3 separate regions of the Mus musculus genome follow, and all the other regions are linked to region 1. A link is a contact called in public Micro-C and promoter capture Hi-C data. All regions are on one chromosome and are shown on one strand. The core of a region is the stretch at or near the end of the contact, and the rest is flanking DNA. Distances in the headings are between cores, read along the strand shown. Region 1 holds the start of Gja3 (gap junction protein, alpha 3). Region 2 overlaps Mphosph8 (M-phase phosphoprotein 8). Region 3 holds the start of Pspc1 (paraspeckle protein 1).

Region 1 (4,312 bases), core at 1,229-3,728:
TTCACGAACAGATTAGCATAGAATTTAGTATGGAGATAGTGGGGTGAGTTGCCTGAAGAAAAAAATGAGCAATTTTCATACTTAGTACCATTAGTTTGCAAATGACTAAATAAACTGAAAATTCTTCAAACGAAAGAACAAGTTACATGAGCCAGAAATGGTGGCACAGGCCATCAATCCAGCACTCAGAGGCTAAGGCAGGTGGGTCTCTGTTAGTTTGAAGTCAGTTTTGTCTACATGGAGAGTTCTACGTAAGCCAGGGCTACTGTCTCAAAGACCCTGTCTCAAAAAACAAAACAAAAAGAATAAAATACACAAGTGTAAAAAACGACTTCACACTTCTGAAGTTGTGACAGGTTTTAAAAAGCCAGCTCTGGGCTGCTAATCTAATTACTATTGAGGGAGAATTTAGCACCCTGTAAGAATAAAAATGTAGGTGATATTTTATTATTTTCTTGCCTTTCTGCACTATATATAGTGAAACCATAAGCAGACTGGTCCCATGTGCTGTTATGGCCCCATGAACCATAGCAGGTGCGTTTCTCTCTCCAGGAAACATTAAATATATCCTGTGTGCAGCTGTATGTGCTGTGAACACTCAACAAGACTGTGGTCCTTGCCTCTGGAGACTTGTTTGCAGGCCGTGGAAGAGGCAGGCATGGGGAAAATGGATAGATGCAATATAGACCCTGGTTGCCTAGTCCTGGAGCCCCACAGAAGGATGGGTGGACAGACACAAGTGAGTCCAGCCACCAGCTGAGTTTGTCTGGGTTTCTTCACATCCAGATCCTAGGACCAGGCTTTCTGCACAAGTGAAAGGCTTCCTGGGGGCCCTTCAATCCTCTGAATGTCCTCACACACACTGGCAAGTTACCAATGTGTATGTTTATTAATGTTCATGGGACTGTGACATGGTGGAGTTCTTAAGGCTGTGTGTCCTAGGTACTGTTAGACATGCTTTCAAGCAATGCAGGATGTAGTCCCAGTTTCTACATACGTCAGGCTGGCTGCAAGGAAGTTCCAAACCCATCATATGTCATTCAGCTATGAAAAATGAACAGAAAACCCTAAAATTTTAGTGCTGTTCAGAAAAAAAAATTGGTTAAAATTCTTTCCTTATCGACAAAGAGTCAACTTTTGTTTCCTGCCATTTTAAAGTCCGACCACTTCCAGCCACGTGCTGGTCAGCAAACTGCACTGTCTGTCCCCGTGGGACCGTTTTGTAAACTGCTTCACACTACAGGGCAAAGCATTGCCCTGTTTGATGCTTATCTCAACAGAGGCCAAACTGCTGAGCCAGGAGACTTTGTGCCAAGTTAGCTCTTTACTTTGAACACAACTGATATTTAGAAAAGCCCCTCCCTTACTCCAGTTTAATCTTTCCATGTTTGTCTTGCAATATATTTCACGGCACGACAGAAGGGCAGTGTGTGAAGTGATGCACAGATTACAGATCGTCATAGTTTTGAATTCCAAGAGAGAGCCTGTGCACAATTCACTTCCTGGCTGTTTTACACAGCCGCTGTTAAGTGGCACGTTTTGGAGGCGTCGTGATAAAAGGAAAACTGGAGAGCTGAAGCCCTTTTCACATTATTCAGGTACCAAGACGGCTGATCAAGAGAGTGAATTCTAGTTACCTGTGTAAAGAGTGGACAGAAAGCAAACAGCTGCCCGCCACTGGAATTTAATGTCACTACAAGTCTCTTAATGAAAAGATTATTGTAGAAGGCAGCTAAGGGCGCTCTTCCAAACATGTACAGTCTTTACTCGTGTGCACCGCCACACACGTACAGATCAAGAAGCTGGGTCGTGGTACTAACAACTAAAGTATTTAAGAAGAAAATAAACTTCTAAAAGTTTTTTTTTCTGAGAAAAGTGGGCCCTCCTTGTTTCTTTCCAATCAAACACTACAAATGTACCCCGCCACTTGCAGGCCACTTGCAGGTTAAAATGACCTTAGGATCCCTGCTGTTTGGGGATAGGGACTGGTTGCTTTCCCCAACCCAAGGGCAAACCATCTCGACCCAGCTTTGACCGTCCATTAAAGAGAGCAGGCGCTCCGCCCAGGTCTTTAGGAGTCTAGAAGAACAGTAATCTTTCCCAAAGTTTCCCAAGGCTCAGCTCCCCAGCCCTACTGCACCCCACAACAATCCAAAGAATCACGAAAGCCTCCCAAGATCGGGGAGCAACAGGGCCTTGCCCAGGGGTGACAGCGCCGCGTCCCGCCACCCCTGGTGCTGTCGGGTCCCCAATATGGCCCTGGAACTCCCAGTTTGCCTTACCCCGCTCGGCCGCGGCGGCACCGGCGCTCCTCGCCCAGTCGGGCTCGGCCTGCTCTGTAAAGGAGGCTCCCTCTTTACTCGTGCGGTGCCCCTTCTTCCCACGAGCGCCCCGCGCTAGGGCCGGGCCTCTCCGCCCCGGCCGCCATCCCCACCACCGCGGTACGCACCGCACTTGGCGCCCCACGCCGCTGCCCTGTCGCCCCGCCACGCCCTCGCCACCTCCCACTCTGCCAGCCACGCCTCCCCGCATCCCACAGGCCACGCCCCTGCGCCCCTCACCGGGTCCCGTCTGGGGAAGCTGGCACCTGCCCCCTCCTCGCGCGCCCACATCCTCGGGCGCCACCTGCACCCCAGTGCGCACCACGCGCGCTCCTCGTCCGGGCTCTCTCAGCTCCGCCGATCCGCCGCAGGTGTCGGATGGGGTTCCCGGCCGCAGACACCCGAGGGCCGGGTCCTATAGGGCAGGAGTGGACAGCCGGGGCGGGAGCAAGGCACAACCGACTGCCAGAGCGGCCTGGGCGCTGCGCGCGTGGGCGTCGGGAGGGCGCCTCGGTCGCGCCCGGGTGTCGCCGCCTGGGGATGCAGACTTGTTCCTCGGGCGAGTCCCAGCCGGAATCCTGTCTCACCCTGTCGGATAGAGACGCCCCCGCGGGCAACAAGCTATAAATAGCGGCCGCCAGCCTGCTTCCAGGCGGACACAAATTAGCCGACAGCTCCACGGATTCTAATTTTTTTAAATTAACTTGTTCCAAGGCGCTTGAAACTTGGCATGGCCTGAAGTGTTGGGGAAGATGTCCCTGCGGGCAAGTTGTTCCAGACGGTCTTGGGGATGGGATGGCAGAGTGTGGTCCGGTTAGCTTGTCCGCATCGGGGTGAGGCTTTTAATGTGTCTAACCCTCGGAGTTTCTCTGAGAGTCATAAGACACCGACACCGAGAGGGACAGAATCTTGGCCTTGTCCATTTCCTCTGGCTTCCTAGGGTCTAACAGGACTTGAACAGCAGCTAATCATTAGTAAATAATAATTCACTGAATGTTGGTGGCAGTTTTAGAAGGGATCCCCAAAGTCCCTTTATGAGTGATGGATTTATTTTAGGAATAAGGGAAAATGTGCATTTCTGGTTGTTTTACAGTCCCCCTAAAGACCTATTGCTTCATTAAAAAGTTTGGCTCTATTTGGGTTTGCAATCCGCTGACTTTGAAGAATTCAGTCGTTCTGTTCGAGTCTGAATTTAAGCGTATTCCAACGAGAAAGAAAACAAAGCTTATGAAGAGACGTGAAGCCGGTCTCCTGCAGGACTTGGTAACACATGGATACAGTTTTGTTTTATTTCGTTTTGTCTCTTAGACAGGGTCTCCGGGAGCGGGACCTGGTCTCAACCGGAACCTCCTGCAGACATCCCAGGGCCGTGATGGCAGCCTGCACTGCACACCTGCCTAGGTTCTTTTGAAATCCAGAAATGTTATTCTAGAAGGTTTTATTTTTCTGTTGTTTTTATTCTCTCCAAGAAATACAAGAATACTTCTCCCCACAGAAGCATCAGAAGTATTAAAAGACTTGCACCGTCTTGGACAAACTCTAGTATTGTATTGGTAAAGCCAGAAGTATAATAATGATTTGCAACTTTTTATTGGAAATAGATTTAAAATGTGTAACTGCAAATACCCTTTGCACACCCACTTCATAACACAGTTCAAGAGTGGAAAGGTGGAAGTAATCTAGATGCTCCCAGAAAGATGGATGGGCGCACAGATGAGGTTTTAAGTGCTGTAAAATATTGTTTGGCCTTAGAAAAGAACATGAATGTACAATTGATATGAAGATAGATCATATGGCAATGAAAAAGCCAGCTACAACAGGAACAGATGCTGTCTGAGTTAACATATAAGACGTGCGTGCTGTCAAACTAAAGCCAGGTAAATATAGTTTCAGCATTTGAGACTCAGGCGGTTTGGTGGGAATTTGAGACTGTCTTGAGGCAGATGGGGGAAACTCTGTTTAAAAATCAAAACAAGCATAGAGACTGAGGT
Region 2 (4,312 bases), core at 754-3,253, 370 kb before region 1:
TGGAGTGATGCTGAAGCGATGGTTGAGTGGTTGCCTTGCAGAGGACTGCAGTTCAGTCCCCAGCACACAGAGAGCTCACAAGAGTCTATGAACTAGAGTTCCAGGGGATTAGTTGTCTTCTGGACTTATATGCCCATGCCCCCACAAAGATACGCAGACATAATACAAATTGAAAAATAATAAAAGTGAATCTTAAGAAATAGGGCAGTGAACCTATTTCTGGCCTCTATATGCATGCGCCCCCCCCCCCCATGAATACATACACACAAAATCCTAAAGATATTTTTTCTGATTACTTACAAGAATATTATAGTAAGCAACCTAACCTAAGTGGATCCTTAAGTCATTGTTCTTTAGTGATTTCTTCTTGAAATAGCATGACTGAAGAGTCTTGCTTCTAAAATGTTTCTGATTAAAGACTAACAAGGTTTCACTAACACAGGATTCTACTGGGATGACCCTGGTGATGTTGGCTGCAGCAGGCGGTCAGGACGACCTCCTCAGACTCCTTATCACCAAAGGTGCAAAAGTGAATGGGCGCCAGAAAAACGGGACTACAGCCCTCATTCATGCCGCTGAGAAGGTTTGAGACTTGACTCCATGAAGGGAAACTGAGAATCTTTTTTTGTAGTGAAATATAATGGTCACATGTCATGTAGCCTTACTTTGTACTTTTAGTGGGTCTGTGATGTGAATTTCTGCTATTAGCAGTACTTTGTAATCAGATTTAAAGTGTGACTTGCCTAATCGGCAATTTGTAGTAAGCACAACTTCTAGCTACACTGCCAATACTTATTTCAGTCTTAAATGATTTAGAGGACTCATAGGTAGAGTTTCTCACATGGAAGCTACAGGGTAGACGGCAGGTGGCACTTGCTGACAAATCAGTGAGGGACTAGACTCAGGAGGTGGCTTCTGTGGCCCTCCAGTGAAAATCAGGGAGACAGTGTCCAGCCACCTGCATGGAGTTGAATCTGTGAGTCTTTTTCCTTGTTACAAAACAGCTAGAAGGAAGGTCTTGTCTTTTAAGGAAATCTTGGGACTAAATTTGTTTGTTTTTTTCTTCTCCATTAATTTACTCACTTTTGTTTCCTGTTTTTTAATAGAACTTTTTAACAACTGTAGCTATTCTTTTGGAAGCTGGAGCTTTTGTGAATGTTCAGCAAAGCAATGGTGAGACTGCGCTCATGAAAGTAAGTCAAGTTTCACAGTGGCTATGTATGTGGGTGCTGCAGACTGGGAAAGGCAGAGAGACAAAGCCATCTCTGGAAGTCAGGATCTCCCATAGAATAGAAGTGGGTCATCAAAGCAGGAGAGTATGGTAGATCAGTGATGTATGGGACATGCTCAGTCTAAGGGACCCAGCAAGAGTCATGGGAGCTGGGGGTTGTAGGTGCTGAGTCAGCAGGAGTTGGGGAGATGCAAGGAACTGCAAGTGTTTCAGTGAATGATAACTCTATGCTACAAGTAGAAGGCACTGGAAAGAGGCAGACAGATCCAAGATTGCACAATGTGCAGTTTACAGATGTCTTGGGTGGTTTCTAGCCACGTGGATGCTTATATCTCAAAGCAGAAGGAAGAGTTTGTCTGCTAAGCTAGACAGAGAGAGGCTTTTCTAGTATCAATTAATACATCTAGTGCCAGTTCAGAAATTTATATCAGAGGTCCATACACATTAGGTGAATGCCTTAATGACTTTGTCTAGCATGAGTCAGGTCACGTGCAAAAGGTGTAGTGACAATACAATCAAGGTCACTGTAGTCACATGAATAGGTTTAGACACCCGAGAGGAGGAGAGGATTATATGCTCTCATTATTTTGTATTTTGTAACTCCATCTCCTGTGGAATTATGTTTTGAGTTGAAGGTTATTGAGTTTGTGCTGTTCCCAACCACCCTTCTTGTATCTTTGAATGGTAGGTTGCAAGTTCCTCACTAGCCTCAGCCTAGAGTGACTCATTCCTCTCTCTGCAGGAGTTCTAGGTTTCTGCTTCATAGTGCTGCTGTGACTCAGCAGATCCAGTTGTCCGTAGCTGGCTCTGTCTTATTTCTTCCCTGAGGTACAGCTTTGCATAAGCTGTGATCTGAGCTGGGATTTCTCTGCAATGCCAAGTTCTCTCCTGTCAGGTGTGAGCAGTGCATTGGATTGCAGTACAGCCCCAGGCTTGTCCTGAACCTTGTGTTCTATAATCTGCATCTTTCTCCTGGGCCTCCTATCAGACCCTTAAGGCCTAAGCCTTGATCATTGCTTTGTGATTCCTCACTATGACTGATTTGGGTTTGTGTAAATAGTCTTTTATTCAGGAGTCTAAGCTTACGTGGTCTTTCTGTGTGTGTGTGTGTCTGCCTGTTATTATCACGTAAGTACACCAAGGTGGCACTCAGTAATGTCTTACTGAGAACCTGCTAGACGGCAGGCACACCTCAGTAGAAGAAAGAGCACGGGAGCAGAGAGGGGCAGGGGTATGCTAGCGTTTTCTACAGGACCATCCAGGGTTGGGAGTATTCTAAGGGCACTTGGAGAAGTTCCCAGATTAAAGGGTGGGTTTGTTCTAATGCTCCTTAGTTCACTACGGAGTGCATTTGGGAAAAGACAAGCAGTTTGTAGACCTGGAAGGAGGTTCCTGAAATAAGTGATATTAGTAATATTAGTCTGAACCTACATTTCCAGAGTTAGGGAGCTCTGGCACTGGGCATCAGCTGTGAGAACCATTGAAAGGTGAAAGGCAGTTGGAACCATGAAGGCCTAAAGAACCTGGAGAGGGTGTCCTAGCAGGTACCCTGGGCACTGAGCTGTTCCTCACAGCAGCCTCTAGTTTACTACTTCACAACTGTCTGTTGCCAGTGCTTGCTAATGCCTGTTCCCAGGTTTCTTCCCTTTCATTTATGAGGCTTTGTCCTCTTTCACCAAGAGCTGCTGCCAGACCCGTGTGGAGAAACTAAAGTTACTATGGTTTACAATGCCACTCCTCTTTCCTGCCCTAGGCATGCAAAAGAGGAAATTCGGACATTGTCCGCCTTGTGATTGAATGTGGAGCTGACTGCAACATTTTGTCAAAGCACCAAAATAGTGCATTGTACTTTGCAAAGCAGTGTAATAATGTGCTTGTATATGAACTGCTGAAGAGCCACTTGGAGACGTAAGTGTCAGGCGAACGAACGTACCATGGTTAAGTCAGAGTGGGAAAAATTTATTGAACACATCATATTTGGAATGGTTTGTGTAGGAAATGTTCAGAAAAGATGATCTGCAGGGATTCTCTCTTCAGTAGATTATGAATTTAGTAAGTGGCATATATATTACTTCCATATGAGTTACCAAAATCTTAGAAAACCCAGGGAAATCTTAAAATGTTAGTCTAGGACTGGAGATGTAGCTCAGTTGGAAAAGAGCTTACCTAGAATGTACACAGTCCTGGGGTAGACCAAAGCCAAGCCTATAATAGCAGTACTTAGGACATTAGAGCAAAAAGAAGATCTAGAAATTAGGGTAGAACTAGGGTAGATCTAGAACTTGGATACATAGCTAGTTGATGGCCAGCCTAGACGAGACTATGTAAAACTGTAATAAGTTAACATCTCCTCTTAATTTGGTAAAACTGTGTGTCTGTGTGCATGCCCACCCCTGCATCAACCAGAGACTGACTTCTCTCCCTCTTTTATTCTCTATTTGTATATTTTTCAAGTGAATTCTGAAGCATATTTTGTTAGGAATTTATGTCTTTATCACTGAAGAATTCTTTTGATGGGCTAGGATGTGATTTTGTGGTAGAGTTTCCATCCCGGGGCCCACGTAATATTTTAGCAACACCTGCCAAAAACACTGCTAGAGAGGATGAAGTCCTTATTTACCCAGGTAACAGCCCCAGACCTTAGCTTGTAAACTAGACACCAGGTATAGGCAGGGGGCACATATTGTAAACAAAGTAAGATTTAGGCAAGGGACTATGTTGCATCTTGCCTGTTGTGCCTACTGGAAAGCCTGTCCTGGACATTTCCCATAAAGAATTCCTGAAGCCAGTTCTGAGGATCTGCCCGTGCAGTGGCCAGCCGTCTTCCTTTGTCAGGACTTAGGAGCGCTCATTCCTAATTTTTCATTCATGCATTAGACAAGTGCTAAGGGAATTTTTTTGCCGGACACTGTTTCAAAGGTTAATATTATGAAGACAGAAAAGGCTGCCCTTGTGCACCCCCTGTTCCAGTGAGAGAAGAGCATGAGAAGGAAATTGAAGGGCCACAGACAGGAGAGGAAAGCCAAGAGAGGCCAGAGTCGTACAGGTCCTTTCCACAAAGGCAGTGCTGAGTTGTGAGGT
Region 3 (4,312 bases), core at 707-3,206, 280 kb before region 1:
TACTATCTACTTATTAAGTCACTGTATATCAATATTTATAATCACACATACTATACAATTATATGTATTTCCAATTGAAACATAGACTTAAGCAATACTTAGAATTTATAAATTTACCTGCTATGCACAGAATTCAGATTATACTGTAAAATTACTTAAGAAGATTAATTTCTGTAAGTTAACTAGTTTCCAATTAACAGGTCTTTTTATTCCTACACAAAAAAACTCTGGGTGCCAGATTTAGAGGAACACATCTTCCGTCATACCCCCATCCTGCTTTTCAGACAGAGTCTCTCTATTTAGTCCTGGCTGTCTTGAAACTTGCTATGCAGTCCAAACTGACCTGGAACTCACAAGAGATCATCCCACCTCTGCCTCCTCAGAGCTAGGATTAAAAGTGTGTGCCACTGGGCTGGAGATGGCTCAGAGGTTAAGAGCACCGACTGCTGCCGGGCGGTGGTGGCGCACCCCTTTAATCCCAGCACCCAGGAGGCAGAGGCAGGTGGATTTCTGAGTTCGAGGCCAGCCTGGTCTACAAAGTGAGTTCCAGGACAGCCAGGGCTACAGAGAAACTCTGTCTTGAAAAACCAAAAAAAAAAAAAAAAAAAAAAAAAGAAGTATGCGACTTGCAATTAACATATCAGGCATAAGCTTGGTGGTGGTAGCGCAGGTGCGCCTTTAATGTCAGAGCTCGGCTGGGACAAGCAGATCTGAGTCTGAGGCCAGCCTAGTTTACAGAGTGAGAGTTCCATGACAGCCAGGGCTATATAGAGAAACCCTGTCTGGAAAAACCAAAAATAAATGAATGAATGAATGAATGAATAGTGCTTCAAGCCGACAAACTAGGCATTTTTTTTTTTTACCTAATTGGATTTTTTTTCTTTACTTAAATTTAAGAGGGTATAGGATAATATTTTAATGCTAGGATAAGTCAAATACACGGTAGCACCCACCCTTGGCCCCAATTACTCTCAGGAGTTTGCAGACCTGGATGGCTTAGCGTAGACAGCACGCAATGCAGAGACAGAAGGCGAATACTTGCTAGGATGCAGAAGAAACCCCGGGCCTTGAGCATGCTAATGCTGGGCCAGGTTCTGCCACAGAGCTACACCACTCGACACATCCCCTTGAAAGCAAAAGGAAGCTGTGGATCATTCTGGTGAGGGAACAAATCCGCTGCTGAAATTCCTCAAGTTCATCCCCAATTCACCTCCGTGACAACAAAATTTGTCGCGCAAGACCGTCCACCCAGACGCCGCTGGTCCTCCTTGACCCCGCCCCCTGCGATAGCAGCGCGCTCCCGAAGTGAGCCCCGGGCGACCGGCGACCAGCAGGACAGAAGCCCTGCGGCGCCCTCACGCCAAACCGCAGCCCCCGCAGCTTTTTTTTGTTGTTGTTGTTGTTTCCTCGCGCCCCGCCGCAGACTCACCAGGCGGATGAAGCCGAAGCCTCGGTCGCGGTTGATGAAGACCTCGCTGGGCTCTCCGTAGCGCTCAAAGAGGCGCTTGAAGTCCTCCTCCGTGATGTCTGTGGGCAGGTTACCCACGAAGAGGCGGCAGCGCTGCGTGTACGTCTTCTCGCCCGGCTTGAGGAAACTCTTGATGTCGATGGTGAAGCCCAATTCCTCGTCCGGGTGCTCCTCGGAAGGTGCGGGTGGCGGCGCCTGCTCGCCGGCCAGCGTCAGCGCCATGGCCGCCGCGGCCACCGGTTCGCTCTCTCCGGCCGCCGACTCCAGGGCGCGAAGACGAGCCGGGTTTTTCTCAATACGTACTTGCTTCAGGTTTCCTCTTAACATCATCTTAGCAAGTTCGCTTGGGATGCTGGATGAGGCCTAGACGTCAAGGTACACACGTCTCCACATGTATCTATGGAAACGAAGCAAGGAAAGCCAGGTAACGGAGGGAAGCCCAGCCTCCCCGCAATCACGCCCGCGGTGGCCGAACGCTCAAAATGGCGCTGCTTCAAACTGCAGTTGGAAGAAGAGACGCGGGCAAGAGTCCCGCCCCTCCACGGCGCGCCTGCGCAAATCCCATACCCGCGAACCGTTTGCTAGCATGGCGCGTGCGCAAACTGTGGCGAGCCTTAGAGTCCACTCCTAGGGACATCGCAACCTAAGATAGTGCAGACTATTGGAGGAGGGGGTTGTTTTGTTTTCTTGCTCTATGCAACTGGAAGAGTATGGACATGTATATCCGAGGCTGACCTTAGCTTTCGACCCTCCGGACTCAGCCCTGGGACACCTAGGTCAGACACTACAAGTGAAGTGTTAGTACCAGTACACTCCATCCTGGCCTAACTATATAACCCTTGACCTGCGTTGCCAGGACAACGACCCTCAATCCCACAATCCACTTGGCTCAGTTCCCACCCTCACTGGTGTGACGTCATTTTCCGTATAAATGGGGGGGGGGAAGGAATTACCACCACCCTTCTCTTTCTCTCACCCCTCTTTCTTTTTCCTTTTCTCTGCCCTTCTACCCGCTTCGCCGCCCCCCTATCCCTACACAATAAACCTCTCCCACGTGGAACCACCTTGGCCTGGTCTGCTGTCTGGTCTATCTGCTCAAAATATATGTAGATTAATATTATCTGATATTAATTAACATATCATGAGGAACAAAGTATATGTGTACAATACGGTGTGAAAATACAATAATTTAGGGAATGTATTTGCCCTTTTAAATATTACGGCAACTATCATTGAATGGAAAAAGAAAAACTTGCATGTTATCGGCACTGGGTAGACAGGGAGGAAGATAGGCAGTTCAAGGTCAGCCTGGGCTACACAGCAAAGTGATATTAATAGAAAAAATGCTTCCTTTCATTTTTCTTGAGACAGGGTTTCTTTGTATAGCCCTAGCTGTCCTGGAACTCAGAGATCCACCCACCTGTGCTGGGATTAAAGGCATGAGCATATTTATACACAGCACTTAATAAAACAAATTTTCGAGGCAATTAAAAACACCTTTTAACAGGTATGGTAGCTTACACCTGTAATCCTAGCTAGCATTTGGGAAGCCAGAAAAAAACTAACAAAAATAATAAAGCTCTTAAAAATCATATTTCCTGATTAAGCAATCCAATGTTGGTTTTTTTCAGTGCTGGGAAATGAACTCGAGCTTTGCACACACCAGTGCTGAGCCCCACAGCCTCACAATCCAAGTTTCTGAAACAATCATGATTTTGCTTGGTTTAGTCTATATAGCCCAGGCAGTCCTGGAACTCTCTACCTAGACAAAGCTGGCCTTGAACTCACAGAGATCCTCCTGCCTGTGTTATCTTTGCCCCACTGCCTCTGCCTCCCAAGAGCTGTGTTTAAAGGTTCACACCACCCTGACTGTGTTGTGGATTATTAACTTCAGAGTAGAATTTCCTGGAATAGATTATAAAATTAATACAGACAGACCATGAACTCCTATGGACCAGACACCAGGCTTAAGTATCACAAACTTACTCTGTAAGGATTCAGGTAGGAAAAAGTTTAAGAAGTGTGGGCAATTCTGAACCTCTCACCTCAATCCCCTCCCATACAAATCCCAGCATATACAAGGTGTATCTTCAAAGACCACAAAAAGTAATTAAACTCACATACCACTCTACAAGGTGTTCATCAGTTTCTCATGAAAGTAGACTTTTTTTTTTCTTAACAATATGAAACTCGGGAGCTAGAGCGATGGCTCAACTCTTAAGGCACCAGTTGTTCTTGCAGAGGACCTGACATTCAACTCCCACAGGGCTGCTCCCAACCCAGTTGTATGGATCTGACTGATACCCTCTTCAGGCCTTGGGCACGTGACACACACATGACACACACATACAGGCAAAACACTCATACTTACAAAGTAACTGCTTGTTTTGTTTTTTGTTTTTCAAGACAGGGTTTCTCTGTGTGGCCCTGGATGTCCTGGAATTCACTCTGTAGACCAAACTAACCTCGAACTCAGAAATCTGCCTTCCTCAGCCTCCCAAATGCTGGGATTAAAGGCGTGCGCCGCCACCACCACCCGGCATGAAAACTATTCTTAAGTGTTAAAGTCAAATAAAAGTAATGTTCACACAGTCTTTTACAAAAATCTTCCCAGGAGCTTTGTTTGTGACCAGATCTCCTAGACTTTAGGCCGGCTCACTATAGAGCTGATGCTGGCCTTGAAATTATGATGCTGTGCCTTCATTCAAGTGCTGGGATCATGAATATGTATCACCAGACCTAGCTACAGAAGCTGAAGAGATGCTGCACTTGCTGGAACTCCCTCTGCAGACCAGACTGGCCTCAAATTCAGAGATCCACCTGCCTCTGCCACTGCCTCTGCAA

Evidence for each region. Promoter capture Hi-C pulls out the DNA fragments that hold promoters and counts their contacts. A called contact is a pair of places that touch in the nucleus more often than the background predicts.
Region 2: a promoter capture Hi-C map of stem cell-derived epiblast-like cells shows a contact between it and region 1, with 2.6 times the contacts expected there. The contact joins the enhancer-like site here to the promoter of Gja3 in region 1. A contact is called at or near these places in 6 of 39 promoter capture datasets (the C10 cell line, embryonic stem cells, hippocampal neurons and 3 more), 1 of 15 datasets of contacts at CTCF or cohesin (embryonic stem cells), 6 of 484 Hi-C or Micro-C datasets (embryonic stem cells, nephron progenitors and uterus) and 1 of 9 other capture datasets (embryonic stem cells).
Region 3: a contact with region 1 is called in a Micro-C map of embryonic stem cells, with 3 times the contacts expected there. The contact joins the promoter of Pspc1 here to the promoter of Gja3 in region 1. A contact is called at or near these places in 2 of 484 Hi-C or Micro-C datasets (both in embryonic stem cells).

Annotation. Positions count from the first base shown.
Region 1 is chr14:57,055,245-57,059,556 of GRCm38.p6, forward strand. It overlaps Gja3 (gap junction protein, alpha 3), which reads right to left and starts at 2,479. Exons shown (of 2, transcript NM_001271623.1): 1 at 2,283-2,479.
Region 2 is chr14:56,687,923-56,692,234 of GRCm38.p6, forward strand. It overlaps Mphosph8 (M-phase phosphoprotein 8), which reads left to right. Exons shown (of 14, transcript NM_023773.2): 8 at 443-583; 9 at 1,107-1,193; 10 at 2,985-3,139. Among named protein-coding and RNA genes, the nearest start is that of Gm16973, 11 kb to the right of the region's middle. Within about 2 kb of position 2,004, at least 70 of the 459 cell types and tissues checked have an H3K27ac peak or open chromatin away from gene starts, as enhancers often do. A contact at or near this core is called in stem cell-derived epiblast-like cells, where this site is marked.
Region 3 is chr14:56,776,362-56,780,673 of GRCm38.p6, forward strand. Pspc1 (paraspeckle protein 1) reads right to left here and starts at 1,957. Exons shown (of 9, transcript NM_025682.4): 1 at 1,430-1,957. The coding sequence starts at 1,798.